Linked DNA regions of Mus musculus: regions 2 and 3 are each linked to region 1. A link is a contact called in public ChIA-PET and HiChIP or PLAC-seq data. All regions are on one chromosome and are shown on one strand. Each heading gives the region's core, a stretch centred on a gene start, on an enhancer-like site or on the middle of the called end of the contact. The rest is flanking DNA. Distances are from core to core; before and after follow the strand shown.

Region 1 (4,700 bases), core at 468-2,967:
CCCTCCGAGAAGGGGGCATCATCAGACCCTCACTGAGATTTTAGCCATTCTTGCTTTCCAGCCTCCAGCTGCACATGATCCTGCTCCAGCTGCTAAGGACCTTGTTGGGTGGGCTGTTAAATTATGTAGGAGATAGAAGGTTAACTGAGATGAGACTCCCATAATGTAGCTCTATTGAACTGGCTCCCATGCTTAGGGAGGGTTTTTGGTCCAGCTGCTTAGCTCTCCATGTCCCTGTAGGTTACCTCAGTAAACTCACTGATTCATCTAGCTGGCCCTGGATAGAATTGTTTGTTTGCTTCGTTGGTGCTGTATCTGCAGAAAAGAGATTTTTGCACATCTCCCCAGGGAAAGTCCTGTAATACCTAGAGACAAAAGGGATGGCCTGGAGACACCAGGGGGGCTTGGGACTTCAGCCACTGCTCACTTAGGCAGGCACGGTTCTCGGGGTGGAAGGAAGATCTGAACAGCAAAAGAACTCAGAAAACAGGAAGTGACAAGCTTTGTCATATCTTTCTTAAGTAGCAGAGATGCAGATCCTCAAACAACAGTGTCGGTCCCGTGGAGGAGGAGGAGGAGGCTTCACTTCTCCTTCGCGTTTCAGTTCCTGGTGTTGGGTCTGGGGTGGTCACAGATTGACACGGAATTTACATAGATGCAAGTGACAACTGGGAAACTTCTGCAATGCTAACTCAAAACATTTTCCTGCAACTCTTAACATAACGATGCCACGTTTCTTGACTTAGCAATTAGATGGACATGAAATGCTAGAGTTTTTTTTTTTCTAAAATAATTTCATTTGTATAATTTTCACTCGAACATTCCACAAACATGGATTATAGCATATATTGACCTTTAAAGGTAAGTTTTGAATTCTTAGAAGAAAAATATACATGTGAAAATGTGAAAGATTATAATTTGGGGATTTTTGAACATTTATTTTCATTTCTATAAATGGATGAAAATATATTCAAAATGTATATATATTAGATAGAACTATATCAAGATTGTAAGTATTTGAGCATTACTGTCAATAAAACAAATCCTGTTTGCTCACTTGTGAGGGTAAGGATGTGTGTGTGTGTGTGTGTGTGTGTATGTATGTGTGTGTGTGTATCCTTTAATAATAACAGAAATATCTTTTTTGAATGTAGGCAACAGATGGGAAAGAGGCAGAATAGACTCATTAATAGAATCATTAGTATGGCCACAGTCTATCTCCTACCATTCCCTAACTACTGAACTACTGATAAGGACTCATTAATGGGAATTATATTATTCCACTCTTAGGAACCAGTTTCTTAGAAGAAGATGAAAGAAGCAGGGAGCAGGATGGGGGTGGGGTGGGTCTTCCTCCTATTAAGGGCTGCCCAACCCGATTAGTGCTGCCTTCCAGGTGGCCCTCAGGTTGCCAGTGCAGTTCCTAGAAACCTGTCTATGGCTCTTTTCCCAGTAGGAGAAAGAAGAGCTGCTAGGCTGGCCTGGGAATAAGGCAGCCTTTGTCACCTTTGTCCCCTGGACTACTGCTTCTCCTGGGTTCCATTAACAAACCATCATGGGCACTAAAGACATTCATAAACCCACCCGAGAAACTGATGGGGGCTGGCACAAAGCCTTTGCAGTTACCCACACAGAGGGCTTAGCCTGGGCTATGGCACACCCACATGAACACTTCCTGGGCTTGAAGGAAATGATGAATTTGTTAGCTCATTCATGCATGTGGCAAAACATATACTGCATGCCTATTGTGTGCCAAGCATTGTAGTAGGTACAGGGAAACAGCTGTTACAGTGACCAGTGTGTCCCGTTTGTTCTGAGCTCCTCATGACTTCCTTAGGATTTTATGATAGCTATGTTCATTATTCATAATGCATTCCTTTGCATCTCGATCATGTTTATACTAATGAGGTGACTTGGGGTGAGATCCCTAGATAGACTTAAGATTCGGTCTAGTGACTAAAGAGACCTTGGAAGTTTCAGTGCCACCCACCAAAGCTTCCATCAGCATAGAGAAGGTCAGAGCTGAAGACTGAGAGCTATAGAGATCTCAACAAGGAAGTGACTGGCAAATGCACCCTAACCACACGGGCAAAGCTTTCATACCTGATGAGACCTTGTAGAATTGTGCTTGTGTGACTCATCCACTCCTTGTGTCACTCCTTAGTGTCTTCTATGCTAACCACACAACGGAAGTTAAGTTTCTCTAAGCCCTGTGAGGTGTTCTAGGAGAAGTGGCTGATGGGAACCTCTGATTTTATACCCTGTCAGTGAGACTATGGATGCCCTGGCTTGTGATTGTCAGTTCAAGAGGGGGTACTTGTGGAATTTCAACTCAGCAGAGCTACACACTCTCTCACTTTCTGGCTAGTATTAGAATCAAAGTGAATTGCATGATAGTTTGGATGTTGGAGAACTGGGTGGTGTCACAAAACAGGACTTTCTCCATTCTCACTTCAATAATGGTACAGCAGGAGAGAAGATGGATCATGAGACATAATCACATTAGGGTGATGTGTTCAACGAGGGGAAGGATGGAGCTCCCTGGAAGCCTGTAGCAGGAAGAATTTATCCTAACTTTTGAGGAAGAAAAAGTGACCCTAAGGAAGGTTACATGGGAGTTATCTGAGAGAGAGAGAGAGAGAGAGAGAGAGAGAGAGAGAGAGAGAGAGAGAGAGAGTTAGAGTTCCAGGGAAAAAAATAAGCAGGACCTGGAGGGAGGGTCGGCAGGAGCCAAAGCAGGCATGAATGTGAAGGCTACTCGTGTTCGGTGAGGGGGAAAAGCAAGAACCCTCACTTCAGAAAGCCTTGAGCTGCCTTGTGGAGTTTCCTCTTCAGACACCACTGAGCATCAGTAACCTACTCAGCCTCATGAAGCAGCTTCTAGACACTCCAAAGGAGCTGTGATGTCAGACATAAGTCCTGAAGGAGAGTGCCATTGGCCCATGAGGAGAAACACAGTGGAGGCATGCTTCCTGCTCTTTGTCAGCTCTTTATGAGGACAGCCTTATAACAGTTGATTTCATCTACTGATGGCATCCTGGCTCTAAGGATGGGCATGTGAGCTGACACAGACGTGGTGATTGATTCAGAAATGGACATAGGACTTGAGCTGAGCCATTAAAATCTTCCCTTGGGGCTTCTGGCGGAACTAAAGAGGAAGGCAAACTACTGAGAAAGTAAGTAAAGAAGATGGTAAGACTAGACTGAGTACCAACCTCCAAGAAGGAAGCTGCCCTCAGAGTGCCACCACCCCCACCCCCACCCACTACCCTCCATCTCTACCCCTGCTCCCTCAGTCCTTCGTGGAGCAAACTTGAGGTTCGTTTTCCTCGGTGTTTCAGAAGGTCCCTGGTTGCCCCGCTGGCCACAAATCAGTGATTCTCATCCTTGCAAGCCCTTATTCCCTGACTCCTCACCTGGGTCCCTAGGACACTACCCAAGCCAAATCCTTACCTCAAGGTCTCCTTGTATAGAAATCAAACTTACAAGGGGCTCTGTAGTCACTTTTTTTTTCTTGCTGATTATGCATTTAAGGCCTCAGAGATGGAGGTAGAGTTATCCTTTCCCAAGGTTCAACACTTGGAATTTGTCCTCACTCCAAGAAAAAGCTATTTCCCCTCTGTTTGTCCCTGAGACTGTGACTGTAAGACAAGATTTTTCTAGACCTTGGTCCAAAATGATGTCTTAGCAAAACCTTTATAGGAGATAGCAGATGGACTCCTCATAGAATGCAGACAATTCTAGAAATCAGGGCATAATACTGTTAGATTACAAGGAGAAGATAGATGAACCATCAGACTTTCCTATTAGACCATCTCGTCCTAATACTATGGGATGGCTGTATCAACCCCCAAACTCCACCATCAGAGAAGATCCCACATGGTTACATAAGCGTACAGCTCCAGTTTCAGATTCTCTGTATAATCAAATTCCTCAAATATCCCTCCACAGAAGTACAAAGTAAAATAATTGGTAGACTATATCAATCAGGCAGGATGGCACACAGAGCAATGAGATTCTAGAAGCTCATCAAACACTTATACAAGGCCATCTGTCATGGGAAGTACAGTCTATGAGTTCTTACTAGTAAGAGCTAGTCTTACTGGGAGGGGACTTTACAAGGCAGTCAACAGGTTGGTCAAAGCCGTAAAGTTTACATAAATAATCCTCAGACCTATTCAATGACCCCCTTTTAGCTTTTTCAGTACTGGGGTACCTGTCTGGGGAAGAGAGGCAATTAGACTTTGCCCATATACCATCAAAATCTGGGCCTAAAAATCAGTTAGTGCTTTTAGATACTTTTATAGGATGAATAGACATGTTCCTACTAGAACAGAAAAGGTTATGCAAACTATGTAAATGACTCTTAAATTATTCGTCAACTTGGGTTCCTGCCATCAGATCAAAGTGACCATAGGTGTTTTGTTGCAAAGGTGACTCAAAACTTTCCACGGCTCTTGCAATTCCTTGTAAGTCGCAATCAGCCTGGAATCACCAATTCCTGAGAAAAGTAGAAAGTGCCAGTCATACCCTTACGCAAAGTAGCTATTGTGTGACAAGGATGTCCTAAACCCAAGTCCTTCCAAAGCTCACTCACTGCCACTGTTGGGTTTTATGAAGACACAAACAACACCTACAGTGCGCAGTGCATGTAGGTAACCCATAGCAGGCTCTCTTAGACAACGGGAACCGACTCTTGC
Region 2 (4,926 bases), core at 1,954-4,453, 140 kb before region 1:
ATAATTTCCACCCCTGACGTTCAAGGCTGTTGTGTTCCGAACTCCTTCTTTATCCTCCCTGATCAGCACAATGGACCACAGGCTGCCATCCCTTCTCAGTGGACATTCTGTACTCTCCATAAACAGAGCCCTTTCCTGTGTTTTCCCTCTCTGCATCTCCAGGCAGAGGTGTGGCTTCCCGGGCTGAATGAATGAATGGATGCAGATGACTAGAAGGTGAACTTTCTGACCGGCCCTAAGGAGGTGCTGGTTAAATACTTTCTGAATGGAAATCATCACACTTGGTAACATTATCTGCCAAATCTTTGTTTATAAAAAAGAAAAGCGAGTGTAAAACATCTGGAAATCCTTCTACTTTTTACTTCTATAACCACACCTTTGCCATGGATGAAGCCTGACTTTCTAGAAGGAATGACTTTCTGTCATCCTGTGCTTTGGCCAAAATGCCACCTGCCAAGAAGTTAAACAGGTCGCTTGAAACAGTTATTTGTGTATCTTTTAGAAGCAGGCAAATAGATGATTGTGCATTTTGCTGTTGAAGAAAAATGACACATCTTAACATTTTTTTTTTGCACAATTAAAAGGGGAATCGGATATTTTACCTATGGAATGGAGTTCAAGACAGAAAAATCTGTTAAGCCTTTTCTATTGGCTGCTTAATTATAACCTAAGTATTTCTGTAAAACCTCAAATACTCTAGATATAATTTTATATAGAATAAAATGATAATGAAATTAATTTGTCAAGACTCCATGTATCCAGGAATTTCTTTCATGGTCTTGACCTATAGAACGGGTTTGACAATTTTCTTTCTCCAAAGGGAAACAGGTATTTCAGTTTTTTGTTTCAGTTTGTAGAGGTAAAGGAACTGTTAGCTTCACAGGCTAGTGTGAATGGGTGGGCCCTTTATCACTCTGCCTGCAAGGCGTAATTACTTACGTGGAATGAAACAGGGAGCCGTCCTTTTCTAAATAGCCTTCGTAGTGGACCAACATCAGATCCCCTCCCTTGGTCTTGCGATGGCAGATGAATGGCTTCTGGAGAACTTCGATTTTCACTTCTGGCTCAGGAATCAGAGCTCCGCTCAGAACCGTGACCCACAGTGCCAAGATAGCGTTCCACAAGAAAAACCTCATGTTACCAAAGCAGAGGAAAGGCCCCCGACTTCATAGAGTTAAAAATGTGCCAAAAGCGGAGACAGCTTAGGCCAAGCAAGTTCAGGACTCCCCCAACAGACACACTCCCAGGAAGACGTGGCACTTTTTCTAACAATTTTCACACAGACAGCGAACTCACAATAAAGAGTTAAAGCCCCATCCAAACATGATTGGTTCTAATAAGGCAGCTTCTAGGGAAAGGCGTCCTTCCACTGGCTGGCGCTGCTGTCCCTCAGGCGCCTCCCAGCCAATGGCGCCGAAAAAAATGTAGTGGTTCTGTGTGCTGTTGGGCCCTGGGCTCGGATGTGCCCCTTCGGAACAGTCCTAGAGCCCGCTGATTAGGAAATTCTCCCACCTCGGGAAGGCAGCTGGATCCAGGCTAACATCCTCGGGGGTGGGAGATGGGGGAAGGGTTGTTTCAGTGAAGTATTCCAGCTGCGGAGTCTGGAGCCAGGTGACACTCGGGTTTTTGGAAAGACCAGACACTGAGAAGCAGCCTTCTTCAAGATGCCACAAATAAAGGCTCAGAACTATGGTTACTAATTTAGAACAGAAACTCTAAGGACCTACTAGGATGCTTTAAGGTTCGCAAAGCACACTCTGGTGCAAGATCCTCACTAACTTAACGTGGCTATTCCCACCCACCCACTCCCCCCCCCCCCCCCATTTAGACAGTGTCTTAGGGTTTCCATTCTTGGGTTAAAGCATCATGACTAATAGCAAGTTGGGGAGGAAAGGATTTTTACCTATTACACTTCTATATCATAGTCCATTATCCAGGGAAGGCAGGGTAGGAACTCAAAACAGTAATCAGGAAGCAAGAGCTGATGTAGAGAGGCCATAGAGGAGTGCTGCTTACTGGCTTGCTCAGCCTGCTTTTTTTTTTTTTTTTTAATAGCACCTAGGATCACCTGACCAAGGGTGGCACCACTCTCAGTGAACTGGACCCTTCCACATCAATCAGTATTTAAGAAAAAGCAGTAGAGACTTGCCTACAGGTAAATCTTATGGTTCGGAGATCCTCGTTCCAAATTACTCTAGCCTGCATCAAGTTGCAAAAAACTAGCCCGGAGAGAAGCTAGTTTAAAAAAAAAATTAGGTTAGAAGTTAGTGCCCTGCTTAAGTTCACTTGGCCGAAAAGAATTGGCACTCCACCTTAAGACTTGGCTTGATTTCATTCTACAAACATCGCTGTCAATGAGTGACTGCTAATAATTCGTCACTTATGTGACCTTGGTGGTGAGTAGATAATACTTAAGGACGGAGAGAGAGAGAGAGAGAGAGAGAGAGAGAGAGAGAGCACTTGTTTTAACAATTATACAGCTTAAAGTTCTAAACGGCTGCCCTCATTTCAGATGTAGTCCATTGCTGCAATCTGAGAAGAAACTAGAAATCACCAAAAGAGATTAAAACAACAACAAAACACAAACAAAACAACAACAAAAACAGGGCATTGAGGTGTGCAGTCAGGCAAATAACCAACTAAGTGATATATTATTTATTAAACCTGTCAACCTTACACTAAGGGAAAAAATGCCTGCACTTTAGCCCTTGAGAGCATATTTCTATAACACTAACATTTGGTTGTGTTGTGCTTCTTCTCAACATTCACCTTCCATCTAACCTGTGATAGACACTTTTCTTGGATAAAAATCCTGACAACAGTGCATTTTCATACTTTCATGTACTTAGAAATTCCCCTTGGAGAGCTTGTAAAAGTGCCGATTTTTAATCCAAAAGGTCTGGAACCCCCGAGAGATTTTTTTTTTTTTTTTAACAGAAGCCCAGGTGAAGTCAATGTCTGCGGTCCAGAGACCAAGCTTCCAGTCAAGAGGCCGGCAGTTTGAACAGCGCCTTACACAGAAGTGCATCCGGAAACTACAGACTAGCCTCATCCGAGGATTCCGGGTCTCAGCCCGCATCCTCCTCCACTGACAAACTTGTCATTAAAAGCTGGATCCCTGGAGCCTAGACCCCCATGGGTGACCTGCCACCCGCGTGCGCATCGGAGCCCCGCCCACCGGTCAGCCCCTCCGCGCAGTGGCCAAACCCTGGCGTGGATTTGGTAGCGTGCGCACAGCGCAGTGAGCATGCGCGAGCGCGCCGGGGCGGGCGCTGTGGGCTCAGTGGCCGCAGGAAGGCGCCCGCGACCGCCGCCACAGGGGCCGCGCCTCCCGCGCCTCCCTCGCCTCTCTCTGGCGGCCGCTCTGCGGCGTCCACACCGACTGCGCCAGGCGCAGGCGCAGCCCCCGGGACCCGGAGCTGGTGCTCCCAGGCTGTCGCGGTGACCCCGCCCCCGGGCCCAGGATGTGAGGCCGGCCCGGCGTCCCCGCGGCGGGCCGGGGCGACGAGGGGCCCGCGGGTGCCATGGAGGGCGTGCTGTACAAGTGGACCAACTACCTGAGCGGTGAGTGCCGGCTTCCGTGGGTGCGGTGCGCCAGGCGGCACCCTCCGCCGGCTCGCGGCCCGGATGGAGAGTTGGGTACCGGGTGAAGCCGGCAGCCTGGGTCCGCTGCGGGGTCCACCTCAATCTCGCGAATTGGGTGGGGGGCGGCCTCGCTTGGGCCGCGCAGCCCAGCTGCAGGGTGCCGAGTGCCACCAACCCCTGGATTCCAGAGTCTCCACGCAGTCGATCTCCCTAGGCACCTTCAGGGTCATCCCCCTGCCGACCGAGGTAGTGGAACTCTAGCACCGCAGCCCTAAGCCCTGAAGTGTACGCTGGCGATCGGCCTTTTCTCTCCGAACATTTCTTTTGTTTCAGAACTCTGTCATAAAAATGAATGCAGATATTAACAACGGTGTCCTTGTCTTGCCCAGCACAATGGCTTAAAATAGCACCCTGCCCCCTTTCTAGCTCTTGGAAGCACTTTCCAACTATCCAGAAGTTAGAACTATTCCTCAGCTTTGAAGATGATTCTCAACGAACATTATTTTCATCCAAGCAGCCAGTATTTTATAAGTACTATGCTATATGAACAGTGCTGGGTGCGTTTTAAAGTTAAACTTTTTTGTTAGGGAAAATGGGTTAACATTTAACGTGTCAGTGGGGATGCAGAAACTAGAAATCTTACCAACTAGAGCTAGGGTTTCCCCATCCTTTGGTGGGGCAGTTCTGTAGTAAGGACAGGTGTGTATGGCTTGTGAAGATCTGGCAGAGTAACTTTGAGGAAGTCACAGCCCAGTACAGGCAGAAGTACACCTGTCAGCATGTACCTGGAATCTCCAAGTAGTATAGTAGTTAGCACAGTTAATTCATTTTTTTTAAAATCTCTACCCGAGGGTCTGATGAGAAGGTTTTCCTTAAGACCTGGCCTTCACTTCAAGGATCTCCACTGATGTCAGCAGAGAGATTAGGTTATACAGGAAGAACTCAAAGCTGGCCTGCAGGTCCTTGAATACTGGAAGCCGATTAGCATGTTGTTTAAGAGAAGGCTTGACGGTGCCATTCTCCCAATGCTGTCCTAAATGCTGAGAAGTAGGTGTGTATCTTAATTGTAAACCCTTGAGTCAACTTCACCCTTTACTGTCCTCCTCTGAACCCTAGCCCGGACACACACAAATCACTTTCTTCTCCTGCCCCACCTTAATCATTTCCGTCTTCCTTTCCCTCCCCTTTCTGTGTGGAAACTTTTGGTAGTAAAATGCCCTCTCCCCACAGTCTTCTGTATCCTTCATTGCACCAACATTTTTCTAGCTGTCTCTGTGGATCTATCTTCTGTGATGCCCCTGCCATCTGTTTGATGGTAAGAGTCAACTCTTTTCTTCCCTA
Region 3 (4,637 bases), core at 1,283-3,782, 190 kb after region 1:
GCTTTTAGGGGAACTACCTTTGTGCTCCTATAGGTTTCTTCCTAATGTCCTCCGCTAAGCCCTCAGCTGCTCCTATCCTTTCAAGCTGCCACACAAAGCTACACTTGGACTCTGGGACCAACAGATGCAGTTGGAGGATCCCCTGAACTGTCTCTTGCTTTCCCTATTGGCTCAGTCCCTCTCATCATGGGCTTCCACCCCGTAGCAAACCTGGCCTGAAGAACCTACTGTGTGTTAGTGACAGTGTGAAATGGGGCATTCTCTGCCCCAATATAGCCGTATGTCCTGAATCAGGAGCAGCCCATTTGGATTCAGAGACCAGGTAGAGTGGCCTTGGAGGCCACCTCTACCCTTCTTGTCCCTTGGTGGGACCTGTGAAGGATCAAGTTGGTGACACCTCTAGCTTCTGTTTATCTGCCCTCTGTATAGCATGACACCTCAAAATCCCCACTGCGGTGAGCCAGGCTGAGCTTAAGGCATGCTTTCCAAGCAGAGTCCCTTCAGAAAACCCCAGACTTGGCCATTAGAAACAGTGAACGTTTTAAATATTTTATTAACAAATGAACTGGCAAAAGAACACGTTATCTGCAACATTCCAACTGTCCCATCCCATGCGCACCATGGTATGGTGGTGGGTATGTGCCATGCTTTGCTTTGAGCTATCAGCTGGCTCTCTGAGTCTTAACTGTGTCCAGTCACCCTCCAACTTCTGAGGACATGAAGATACTTTCTGCTCACAGGCAAGGGAGAGAGTTTTGTTGGGATCTCAGGACCATTGAGGCAAGCCATGCCTGCTGCTGTGGAGGCTGGGAAGTAATTCTCCCTCCTGGGGCAGGCACAGTAAAAACTGGTAAAAAAAAAAAATTCTGGGTGGGCCCTCAACCCTCTCACAGCATAGAGATCCTCTGAGACTGACCTAGAGGGTATCGTCTGACTCTCGGTTGCCACCACTGAGAATCCAGAACCGAACCAAAGTCTGTGATGAGCTCTCCCCACAGTGGACCTACTTCAGCAGCCACAGCTGCGAGGAAGAAACAGACCTGTACAGTGAGAGGGACTAAGCAGAGGAAGGAGGACTCAGAATAACCATGCAGTCACTGGGTGCCTTCTTTCCCCAAGAAGTTACCATCGGCTCTGCTCAAGTTCCCAGCTCTTTTCTGAAGGTGACACCGTTGGTCCCACGGAGCCTTCAGCCAGGCGTCTGTTGGCCTCCTCTGCTGTTGCGTTCCTTCAGCTTCCGTCTAGTGGATATGCAGGGAGATCTTTGTACAGAAGATGCCCTGCTGGCTTTGAGTGGTGACGATGGTTCCTAAGACTCCCTGCGTCTGCAGGGTCTCAGCCGCGGCGCGGGTGCTACCAGTCCAAGCATGAGCAGGGGACATCGGTGTGCACTGTGGAGGTGTGGGCTCCTGACAGGCACCTTGCTGCAGGCGCTGCACAGCATCCTGCTACCCTGCTGACTGCACAGTGCTGTCTGTGACTGAGGAGCAACCTAGGACAAAGATCCTGCCCAGGAGCGTCCGTCAGAAGCAGATGATTCTCTTCTCATTCTCGAAGACTTTGGCCTCCTCGGGCTTAATCAAGTTTCCATTGAGACTGGTGAGAAGGAGAAAAAGCAAATTTTATATAAAATGCTATGGAATATTATCCATCCATTTCCAATAAGTGACCTCACGCACTGTGTGTGTCATACAAACCTGAAATAAAGGAGCACACACTATCCAAAGTATGCTTTGATATTAATACCAGCTGTCCTTGCTTTATTTACTGGGTCTCACTGGACTCTTCTATAAGCAGCTTCTATAAGCTGAAGTTTAATGACATTTTCAGGTCTCATCTTTCTTTGGAGCCTTCATAGGCATTAGGCTGTTTTGATCTCTCTCCCTGAAGCACCGTGACATCTCTCAGGTGGACATCACAGGCTCTAGATTTTCTCCCGTCTCTGGGCACTTATTCTTTTTTTTTTTTTTAATATTTATTGCTTTATTTCATGTATATAGGTACACTGTCGCTGTCTTCAGACACACCAGAAGAAGGCATCAAATGCCCATTACAGATGGTTGTGAGCCACCATGTGGTTACTGGGAATTGAACTCAGGACCTCTGGAAAAGCAGTCAGTGCTCTTACCCGCTGAGCCATCTCTCCAGCTCTGGGCACTTGTTCTTAGCCTGCTTTCTCATGTCCTCATTCTCAGTACTGGCCGGAGGCTGGAATCTGCCTGGGCTCTTTGCTTCTGGCCTCTTATCTTGCCACAGACACATCAGCTAGGCAAGCTCACTATTGGGGCCTTTCTCTGGATGTCACCATACACTTCAAAGTTGCCACAGCAGCCCAGGCCCCCACTCAGGGAATAGTCCCTCCCTGCATCCAGCTGTGTCAGGTAGCATGCTGGAGTCCCCGAGGCCTGCTTCCATCCTGCTAGTCCGGCTGTCTTGGAGTTCTGTTTTGATTCCTAAGCAGCTCTGGCTTGACACTCTGACCCTCTGCAGCCTCAGCATCCTTCCTGGAGTGTTACTGACTGCTCTGTTAGATGCGCTCTGGCCTGACCACATCCCCTTTCTGCTTCACACCCTTCATTACCCTTCCCCTGAGCTTAGTATAAAGATCAAAATACATGGTCTGACCCTGAGCTCTTTCATGCTCCGCCTCTCTCCTCAGCCTCCTGGTCCACACCACCTGAGCCTATGGACATCAACTGTGGACATCTTTGAAACTGGGTGCGTTGCTTTCCTTGTTGCTGTGACAAAGGCAGCTCAGGAAGGAAAGGTTTATTTTAACACGCAGCTTGAGGGTATAGTGGCAGGAAAGGTGTGGCGACAGGGGCATGGGACAATTTGTCACATTGCATCTGCAGTCAGGAAGCAGTACAAGATGAATACTGGTGCTTGCTCTCTCAGAGCTGCCCCACCCCCACCCCCCACCCCTTTCTTTTTCAGTCTGAGGCCCCAGCACATGGGATGCTACCACTCATGTTCAGGGTGGGTCTTTACACATCAGCTAACTCAATCAAAATGTCCTCATAGACACACCCAGAGATTCCACCAGTTCAGGCTAGCCTCAAATTCCCAGAGAGCTGAGTGCTAGGATTAAATACACATGCCACCATGCCTGGCTGCTTGTCGTTCTTGTTGGACAAACTCTGCCTCTGGATGGGTCCTTCTCCAACAGGTAGCACTTGCAGATCACTCCAGCCTTCCAACTCCCAATCTTCCTTGGTGGCTTAGTCTAAAGTCTCTTCCTTAGGAGGCATACTGGCTGGTTTTGTGTGCCAACTTGACACAGCTGGAGTTCTCACAGAGAAAGGAGCCTCCCTTGAGGAAATGCCTCCATGAGATCCAGCTGTAAGGCATTTTCTCAATTAGTGATCAAGAGGGGAGGGCTCAGCCCATTGTGAGTGGTGCCATCCCTGGACTGCTGGTCCTGGGTTCTATAAAAAAGCAAGCTGAGCAAGCCAGGGGAAGCCAGCCAGTAAGCAGCACTCTTTTATAGCCTCTGCATCAGCTCCTACCTCCAAGTTCCTGTCCTATGTTCCTGTCCTGACTTCCTTTGGTGATGAACAGCAGTGTGGAAGTGTAAGCTGAATAAACCCTTTCCTCCCCAACTTGCTTCTTGGTCATGATGTATTGTGCAAGAATAAAAACCCTGACTAAGACAGGAGGCCTGCCTTGAACCCACTTCCTCCTGGCCGACTATCTGCCCTAATGTGCTCCTCCCTCATCTCAGGGGGAGGCCATGAGGCCAGTTCGCATGTGTTCACCATTGGATTCTCAGTAGCAGCCCAAGGGTGGCATTCAAGCCCATGTTACTTAGTGGAAGGAAGATAGTGACACAGCACCAGGAATGCCTAGTACCAAGAGGTAGGCCCAATCAGCTTACAATCAGGACCCCCTCACAGAAAGCTTCGCCTTTGGGTACCAGACAGTTCTCTCTTGTTGGAATGGGGCTCTATTCTCTATAACAGTCTTGTTCATAAAGGTTTTACTGTGACCGTAAGAGGGATAGATTCTACATAATAGTTAATTAGTTGTCAACTTGGAAGGATCTAGAACTATGTTCTAGAACCAGCATCTAAACACTTTTACACATGCCCACTTCAGGCAAGGTGGGCGAGACAGTTTGTCCACTGCTGGGATTCTGTCCTTCCTGTTTCACTTCAAAACAATGCTGGCTGCAGCACCTGGACTAGTGTGTGACCAGTGACATTTCTAAGGCAAAGCCACACCTTTCAGGAGCCAAGACTGGGGAGGACTATATCTTAATAGGTCTTGGGTGTTGTAACTCTTTTCTCCACTGACACAGGAGACAAGGGTTAATGGCATCCACCCCCTGAATCTGGGACTCCGGTTCCTGGTGAGGCTACTCCATAAGCCTCAAAGAACCCACAGTTGGCTTTGTCCCTTCTACACATCACGCTGGAAGGGACACTCCAGGCCCAGGTTCCAGGGCACATTTCCAGAGCACTCAGGGCCACTGAGCTCCCTCCTGTAACTGCTGCCCGTCACCACAGTGTCTTCACAGGCAAGAAGGCAGAGGAATTGGCTTCCATGATAGCAGAAGGATGTTATTGGCACCTGGTCAGACGCTATGGAGCTGGCTGCTGTGACAAGGGTGTGGCCTTACCAAATCTCTGTTATGG

Evidence for each region. ChIA-PET counts read pairs in DNA pulled down with a chosen protein or histone mark. HiChIP or PLAC-seq counts read pairs in DNA pulled down with a chosen protein or histone mark.
Region 2: an H3K4me3 HiChIP or PLAC-seq map of bone marrow-derived macrophages shows a contact between it and region 1, with 2.9 times the contacts expected there. The contact joins the promoter of Plekha8 here to the enhancer-like site in region 1. A contact is called at or near these places in 1 of 39 promoter capture datasets (the C10 cell line), 3 of 115 datasets of contacts at active chromatin or transcription factors (bone marrow-derived macrophages, memory CD8 T cells and pancreatic cancer cells) and 4 of 9 other capture datasets (adipose tissue, liver, macrophages and 1 more).
Region 3: an RNA polymerase II ChIA-PET map of effector CD8 T cells shows a contact between it and region 1, with 224 read pairs. The contact joins two enhancer-like sites. A contact is called at or near these places in 1 of 484 Hi-C or Micro-C datasets (group 2 innate lymphoid cells), 4 of 115 datasets of contacts at active chromatin or transcription factors (CD8 T cells, double positive thymocytes, effector CD8 T cells and 1 more) and 3 of 9 other capture datasets (embryonic stem cells, liver and pancreatic islet).

The regions. Positions count from the first base shown.
Region 1 is chr6:54,735,759-54,740,458 of GRCm38.p6, forward strand. No RefSeq gene overlaps it. Among named protein-coding and RNA genes, the nearest start is that of Mturn, 56 kb to the left of the region's middle. Within about 2 kb of position 1,718, at least 94 of the 459 cell types and tissues checked have an H3K27ac peak or open chromatin away from gene starts, as enhancers often do. A contact at or near this core is called in CD8 T cells, adipose tissue, bone marrow-derived macrophages and 2 more, where this site is marked.
Region 2 is chr6:54,591,908-54,596,833 of GRCm38.p6, forward strand. It overlaps Plekha8 (pleckstrin homology domain containing, family A (phosphoinositide binding specific) member 8), which reads left to right and starts at 3,204. Exons shown (of 14, transcript NM_001164361.1): 1 at 3,204-3,564. The coding sequence starts at 3,525. It overlaps Fkbp14 (FK506 binding protein 14), which reads right to left and starts at 1,267. Exons shown (of 4, transcript NM_153573.2): 1 at 940-1,267. The coding sequence starts at 1,136.
Region 3 is chr6:54,923,414-54,928,050 of GRCm38.p6, forward strand. It overlaps Nod1 (nucleotide-binding oligomerization domain containing 1), which reads right to left. Exons shown (of 12, transcript NM_172729.3): 11 at 4,622-4,637; 12 at 529-1,596. The coding sequence ends at 1,524. Among named protein-coding and RNA genes, the nearest start is that of Nod1, 47 kb to the right of the region's middle. Within about 2 kb of position 2,533, at least 46 of the 459 cell types and tissues checked have an H3K27ac peak or open chromatin away from gene starts, as enhancers often do. A contact at or near this core is called in CD8 T cells and effector CD8 T cells, where this site is marked.